Linked DNA regions of Sorghum bicolor: region 2 is linked to region 1. A link is a contact called in public HiCAR-type data. All regions are on one chromosome and are shown on one strand. The core of a region is the stretch at or near the end of the contact, and the rest is flanking DNA. Distances in the headings are between cores, read along the strand shown. Region 1 holds the start of LOC8080053. Region 2 holds the start of LOC8080054.

Region 1 (4,098 bases), core at 748-3,247:
CTTTGCTCAGCAATGCTGGGGTCTCATTGATGTTCAGATTGATCTGAATTTAGATCCATTTGAGACTTTGCAGTCCATCAAAGATCAGTTAAGGGTCCCATTTTTTATGAAAATCATCATATTACTGGCCTGGACTATTTGGAAGTCAAGAAACGACTTGATATTCAAGCAAATTAACCCGTCAATTCAAATGGCTAAAAGACACTTCAAGGAAGATTTCAAACTGCTGATTTTGAGAGCAAAAAGGAGCTATTTTCCCATGATAGAACAATGGATTGCAAATCTAAACTAGCAAGCTTGTTGGAAGTTCTCCTACTGCTCTTCTTTTTTTCGTTTAAGGTCTCCTAATTTGGCTTCCTTGATTTTTGTCTTTGTTTAAACTGTCTGTAATTGTAACCATGACTTTTGCATCATTTATTCATTTACTGTATGGGTGCAAACCCCTACAGATTTTTTTTAAAAAAACAACTTTGCTTTTGATCGTTTTTCATGTGAGATCATTTAAAGAATTAAAAATATGAAGTTTAAAATAATTGATCTTAAAACATAATTTTGAAGTCCTAAATAATTTCAAATAAAAAAGTAGTAAACTATAACGTTGTAAATTGATCTCTCTTTGAATAGTACAACTTTCATTCAAACCATTTCTCCATCTAAGATCATTTGAAAATTTAAAAAAATAAATAAATTATTTAGTAACACTAGGTTAAGAAAACAACTAGAATAATTCACACTCTCGGTTCATAGCCATAGGCTTAGAATTTCATTTCTACTAGCGCCTTCACGTTATGTTTCGCTAGTGAAAAAAAACCGCAACTGTCAACGAAATCGATTTTGTACTAGTTTATATATGTAATTTTTTCTTGAGTGTTATTTGTTAACTTCCAAGAAAAACAATCATTTTCCTTGAGTGCTATTTTAAACCGCCAAATTAAATTATTATTTAAAAATTAATATTTTTATAATTTTTTCTAATGACCTCAGGCGACGATGAAATAACCAACAACGAAGTTATAGTATTCAAAGAAATCTCAAACTTTCCAGTTCAAACTTTTTTTTCGTATGAATTTCTTTAGGATTTTAAATATGCATCACAAACTACTCTAGTGAATACCACAAAAGAGATTTATCAGCCACGAAGTCAGATCACAGGTGACTTTGCAGCGGTAAAGAAATAACACGCGAGGCTTTAAATTTTGGACACAGCTGAATCACCAAGAAATTCACCCGTGGGGTGAACCGCCAAGGAAACTAAGTTTCTCTACTATACTTGGTGGCTTTTGCTTGGCGGGGTTGCCCCTCAAGAAATAAACATTTTCTTGGTGGTTTTCATATTTTACTTGGTGGTTTTTGATCCTCAAGAAACTTTCGTTTTTTTGGTGTCTAGTGTATCCTAGTGTTTGCTCATCCGATACGTAAGCACGTACGTACGTACGTACGTACTCCTATCCATGTCTTTACATGTAAAGGCAGCAGGTATAGGATGATATATACACAGTGCATAAACGTACTGTGTGGATACAGTATCCCGGTGTGATCATTATTCGAGATCCTGAGAACGACCGGATATGGATACCACGTCTCGATATACTCCTATCCTGGCCCGCAACCCACAACGTTGATCATATACCACTATACAGAGAGAAAAATCTCAACCCTTTTGGCCAGAAACTGTCGCGTCGTAGTGTGCCATCCTTCGCAGCACGTAGAGATACCGGCACGTTCTCGCTTTTGCGCCTCGTTTTCCAGCTAGGATGATGCCTAGCGCGCGGCCGGCCGCTGTCCGAGCACACAAGCGGCCATGCCCGTCGTCTGTCTCACGTTCCGCGCGCGCGCCGCCCCAGAGACCGGCGGCCGGACCGCGACGGCTCAACCATATCTGAGCTTCCCCGGCAGACGCGGCGCGCTCCGCATCACTCGCTGCCCCATATGCTCCGCGCTCACCCTTCCAGATATTACGCGAGCCGCCCGGGAGCGCATGTGTGCATGCTGCAGCTGCAGCTGCGCGCCCGCCCCGCCCGTGTATAAAACTGACACCACCCGAGGCCCGAGGGGAGTACCCGACGACGACGACGGCGCACAGCGAGTTCCTCGTGCCAATATCCTTCTCTCGCACACAAGCCCTCCTAGACTCCTTCCTCCTTATATATAAACGACGATTATCGCGTCGTCGTCACTGCGTTCTTATCCGGGAGCAGAGCACACACAGAAACAGCCACAGCTAGCTAGCTAGCACACTGTGCTCACGATCGAGTTGGAGGTAGCTCTCGATCGAGGCCTTGAGAAGGTTGTGGTGCGTGTGCGGAGGCGCCGGCGGAGGATCATCGATGGCTCTGGAAGCGGAGACGGTGCTACGGCCGCTGTTCTTGGCAGCGGGCGGCGGCGGCGGCGAGGTGTCGGGCACCCCGCCGGTGTTCTTCCTTACCACGGAGAAGGACCGGCCGGTGGATCCGATGATCTGGGGCGACGAGAAGCGGATGAAGCGGGAGCTCCTGGTGTGGGCCAAGGCCGTGGCGTCCATGGCGGCCAGCAGCAACAACACCTCCTCGCCGTCGTCGCGGTCGCGATCCACGAGGCGCAGGGGATGATATATAGTGTGTCCGGACTCCGGAGTCGATCTGGACCGGGTTTTCTATATGGTTCAGCTTGTAGTAATATAATCCAACTTTTGTACATGGATCCATCGGTGAGCCTTATTATTCGCTTCATCATGTTTTTGGCTAGCTTATTTGTGCTAAACCGGTGCATCTAAGCTTTGCTTGCTTGATTTGGGGAAAGGCTGGTCTATTTATTATCTTTATGTTTTATATCCAGTGGTAGGCAGCTTAGTCGATGATCCCTGCTTTTGTCTGTATATTTTCCTAAGTTTATTTTTCCATTTTCCTGTATATATATATATATATCAAACTGTTAAGCATATAATTCTCTCCTAGCATGTGAGTCGTAAATGTGCATGTGCTAAAGATTCAGACTATTTTTTATTACTTGTTAAGCAAATAATTACAGCCTAATATGTGAGTGGTTAAATTTTCGTGCGCAAACCACCGGCGTGTCTGGTCGTCGGCCATGTAAATTTTTTATTACTAATAGTATTATATTCTTAAGAAAATAATTCTCTCCTACCATGCAAGCTGTAAATTTGCCTATGCTAAAGATTAGCGTGCTGGATCGATATTGAGATTATTTTTTATTACTATTAGTATTATTTTGTTAAGAAAATAATTACCTTCTAGTATGTGAGTGGTTAAATTTGTCTGTGCAAATCACAAACATATCGGGTCGCTGGCGAGGTAAATTTTTTATTACTAACAATATCAAATTTGGCTTTCACTTAGTAATAATTTTTCATATAGTAAAAAGAGTTTTTTACTGTAGCTTGGCGTACATGTAGTAAAATTTCTTCTCACTAAAATCAGAACATCTAATTTTAGTAGTAACTACAAAATCATCACTTTTGCACACACTATCGGAATTCGGGTCTGTGCCGAGTGTTAAATACTTTGCCGATGCCAAAAAACACATAGAAAAAAAACACTCGGTAAAGACCTTCTTTGCCTAGTGTTTTTTTTACAATCAGCAAAGACCTTCTTTGCCGAGTGTAAAAAAAAACACTTTGCAAAGAAAATTTCAAATTGAATTTTGAAACTCTAAATGAATTCAAATCAAAAAGTTTTTAACTACAATGTTGTATAACTTATCAAGATCTACAACATTTATTTTAGTCATTTTTTCATTTGACAAATTCAAAATAAATGTGTTCATAAATTAAACATTTCTCTTATAGTTTATGAAACTATAAGAGAGATATATAAGATTCATAAAAAATATTAGAATCACTATATCGGATGAACAAATGACAAAACAACTAAAATAAACTCTGTAGATCTTGATAAGTTATGAAATTTTGTATTTATCAACCTTTTCATTTGAATTCATCTTGTCATGCAAAACTGCATCTTTAATTGAAAATGACACTCCGCAAAGACGATTTTGCCCAGAGTTTTTGCCGAGTGCCCTTTGCCGAGTGTGGCACTCGAGTGCAATATGGGCTTTGCCGAGTGCTGGTAGTGACATAATTATATTACAATCATTTTCTGC
Region 2 (4,180 bases), core at 1,635-4,134, 42 kb after region 1:
GAGTGTCCCATCATATGCTAAAGTATGGATTAAAAAATCACAGCATATGCTGGGTTCTCCGTAAATTGAATCTTTGCTTCCTCTGTTCTACTGAATGAAAAACCTTATTTAGGGGCTATGCTCTACGTTTTTTAGCTCCATTCCACGTTTTTTAGCCAAACGGTTTTAACTCCACATACTGAGTTCGAGGAAAAAACGTGGGTTTGTGAGAGCACCTAAAGAGATACTCCAGAAACTCTAGTTTTTTATGGAGCTGCTCTATGGTGGAGTTTGTGGAACAGTGCCAAACACCCCCTTACACCTACACCACCTAACCTAAGTAACTTGCCAACTAGGAGCAGTGCAGGGAAATGCCTTGAGCACATGCAGGTTATATGGCATAAATATGAAAACTAACCAAAGTCACAAAGAAAAGAGGACATTTACTTCAGTATCGATATCTCCAGAGCAATCTGTTGATGTTAGTGCAAAAGCACATGCATATCTAAATGGGATTGGACATTTCTTCAAGAGGCATCAAAGTTTACAAATAAATGACTTATGGGCAGCCCATAGTGCTGTGGTTAGCTTTTGCTATTTCTTGCCTATTGACTACTCACAATGTTTCGGTCACCTAGTACAGAATATTTAATTCACTATGGACTACTTTTTCACTACATTATGGTTGCTCTAACAATGGGGTATTATGCAAATCAGTCAGGGGGCCATTACTGACCAAGAAAGCTTCACATGCAACTTGGTTGCACCAACAGCAAGTGGGCATTCATCTCTGGTGTTGATCCTTGGAGTGAATAGTATGCGCTCAGATTTACCATCACTGGTCACGGCAGCAATCATCAGCAAATCCTTGACATAGACAGATACAACAGGTCGCAAAAGCTCGAGAAGTCCATAATCGTCAACAGTCATCGCATCAGCCTCTTCGCTATCATAAAGCACAAGCATGTACTTCATGTCGGCAGTGTAGGCAGCGATTTTGCCATGAAAGCCACCCTGCAGAACTTCAACTGCAATAGTTCCCTCCAGTGCACGATCCACAACTGTATAACTCACATCCACAGTACTGAGCCTGGTAGCAAGAGATTTGGTCTGAAACGTGTATCCCGTCACCGATGGACCAGTTGATGCGCTCCTGATGCTTATGACTCCTTTGCTAAGTTCTCTGTCCTGTATTAGATCATCCTTCATCTTGAGATCAGTCTCCACATACATATCTCCACACAATGCGAGACCACGTTTCGGCCCAGTCAAGATCAATGATTCAGCCTACAGCAAGGTTTATTTATTACGGTGGATACGTTAGTAACACATTAATTATGTCTACAAATAAATAGCGCTGAAAAGAAATTATAGCCATGGTATATATATGTAATTATTATTATGCTGCTTGGGTACGTATAAAGCTAGCTAGCTAGCTGATGAAAATAAATGTCAATGGTGTGGATCCGAAGCAAGATGTGTGGATTCATCCTCTAGATGCAACAGTGCTATATATAATCACTATTTGTGTAAGCAGCGTTAAAACACAAACGTGTAACAAGAAGCATATGTGTCTTTCTGAAAGAATGGATTTTTATTAGAAAGGAAGCATTAGGGTGCCCCTAAACAGTCCTGGTTACACTGTGCAGCATGCGAAACAGGAATTGGTTACAGGTCAGGTCAGGTCAGGCCAGTACTATATATGAGTGGAAAACAAGGCACTAATGCATGCACAAACTATAGCTAGAAAAGGAGATGGTGAATGTTGGTTGTACTTGTACCTCGGAATTGATGAGTTGGCAATTGTTGCTGTCGCGGCGGAAGTGATAAACAAACCTCACATCGATGCTGTCCCTGACAATGATAGTGCCGTAGACATGGATTGGGAAGCCGACATCCGAAGAGGCTATCTTGACAGACAGGAAGTTTACAGCCGTAAGTTTACAGCCGTACACAGCCAACCAAAGTCGCTCTCTTTTCTGTAGGGGGAATCGATAAGCTTCATCGGACCAATGGGTGCTGTCATGCATGTGGAAATACAAAGGAAATGCTAGATCATCAGTCATAGATGCTTAATTGGATTGAATTGAAGATTGGTACAAACTAATAGATACTAGCTAGTTGCAGAATTAATCAATCTGTGGAATCAAAAACCCAAACATTGTTACACATATGGAAACAAATTCTAGCATGTGGAATCAAATCAACTCAGCACATTGTTACACATATATATATTATAATAAAATAAATAAATAAATACAAGTTGCAGAATTAATCAATCAATCTGTCGTAGATGGTAGGATGCGCAGGTGGAGGATTGAACTGCAATGGGTACATGCGAAAGGATGGAAGGGAACAAGGGCCGCGGGCAGGCAAGCGACTTACACTCCTCGTCGAGGTCGAGGTTGGAGAGGCCGCCGCGGCTGCATCGGCTGTAGTAGCGGCCCCCCTGCTTGGGATCGAAGTCGACGAAGCGAGCAAAGGCCTCCATCGCCTGACCCCTGGAGTTGCCCTCTTGCATAAGGCGGCGCGCATAGTGAAGCTCGTCGTTCCTCAGCCTCTCCGCCGCCGCCGCTCGCTCGGCCTCGGTCATGCATGAGAAATCTGGCCTCCGCGACACATCAGGGCCGAACCGCCCAACCTGCTTTCGCAACAACGCTTGCTCTTCCTTGAGCTTGGCCGCCTCCGCCTCGGACAAATCCTTGGCCATCATCAGCCTCCTGGAGATGGACCGTAGCTTCTTATGCATGGATTCCTCGAGGTACTCGAGCTGTCGCAACTCTTCATACCACGCCGCCGCCGCCTCCACCGCCATCGCCGCCGCAGTCTCCGAACAAGCCGGATCTAGATTTGTAAGCGCGGCCGGGCCCCCGATCAATCACGAGTAGATCGAATATCGAGACCGAATTCGTTTATATGTCCATATCCGAGTCCGAATATTCAACATCCCATATCGTATCCGTATTCGAATACTTAAATTATATATTTATGATGTCGACATCCAATTATATCTTATCCGACATGATTGATATTATCCGTATTCAAATCCGAATCCAACTATAAATATAAAAGCAAATTTGATATCCGTCCATATCTAATTCGTTTTCATCCCTAATCACGACAAACCATCTATCAATCACCCACGGGGCATCTTCTTTATTTGGCGATGATGGGCTTTTTCTCTACGGCTATCAGCCTGGCCCACTAACCCATGCCTGTCACCACATTTCAAGCCCAATCCAGTCTTTTAAGGCATTTTTTCTTCTCTTACCGAGAGACCGATTGATATTCAAAACTTGGCCGAGCATCTTTAACAGTTTGCTAAAATTTATTTGCTATATTTTGAGTTTTGGCAACTTGGTAAAAGATTTGGCAAGTGAAAAAAAATTACTATCTCTAATAGTTTGCCATTTAGACTTGCCAAATAAAAAAAAAGCCCACACCCCAACTACCAACGCTCATCTATCTGTGGCCCGTGCCTGACGCCTAGACGTCGCCTCCGTGCGTAGCAGATTTTATTTAGCTTTCGAACACTTTGGACACTCTTTCACCTTGTTCAGTTCGCAAAAGTTTTTAGATTTTGACACTGTAGCATTTTTGTTTTTATTTGACAAACATTGTCCAATTATAGAGTAACTGGACTTAAAAAATTCGTCTCGCGATTTACATATGAACTGTGCAATTAGTTTTTGTTTTCATATATATTTAATGCATCATACATGAGCCGTAAGATTCGATATGATGGAGAATCTTGAAAATTTTTAGAAACTAAACAAGGCCTTTGAATCTATCATAGCACCTCAGCAGCTTGTTTAGTTCCCAAAAACTACCAAAAATTTTCAAGATTCCCCGTCACATCGAATCTTACGACACATGCATGAAGCATTAAATATGGATAAAAATAAAAACTAATTACACAGTTTACCTGTAAATTGCGAGAAGAATCTTTTAAACCTAGTTAGTTTATGATTGGACAATATTTGCCACAAACAAACGAAAATGCTACAGTACCCAAACCCAAATTTTTTTGCAAACTGAACAAGGCCTCAGCGGCAGCAGCACGGCAGCAGCTCGCGGCAACGAACGGCGCCGGGAACGAGATACGCGACGAGTCCGCGCGTGTAGAAGTCCGCGCGCGGATAGGGAGGATGGCAACTCCAGATTTTTGGTAAACATGTGTTAGCAAACTGTCGGAGAGAGT

Evidence for each region. HiCAR-type assays count read pairs that join an accessible place to other places.
Region 2: a HiCAR-type map of leaf shows a contact between it and region 1, with 2.8 times the contacts expected there. The contact joins the promoter of LOC8080054 here to the promoter of LOC8080053 in region 1. A contact is called at or near these places in 1 of 4 Hi-C or Micro-C datasets (leaf) and 1 of 1 datasets of contacts at active chromatin or transcription factors (leaf).

The regions. Positions count from the first base shown.
Region 1 is chr10:7,644,528-7,648,625 of Sorghum_bicolor_NCBIv3, forward strand. It overlaps LOC8080053, which reads left to right and starts at 1,998. Exons shown (of 1, transcript XM_021448905.1): 1 at 1,998-2,932. The coding sequence starts at 2,328. The coding sequence ends at 2,588.
Region 2 is chr10:7,685,741-7,689,920 of Sorghum_bicolor_NCBIv3, forward strand. LOC8080054 reads right to left here and starts at 2,885. Exons shown (of 3, transcript XM_021448935.1): 1 at 2,365-2,885; 2 at 1,761-1,998; 3 at 408-1,266. The coding sequence starts at 2,794. The coding sequence ends at 1,907. It overlaps LOC110431345 (a long non-coding RNA gene), which reads right to left. Exons shown (of 4, transcript XR_002448841.1): 4 at 3,973-4,180.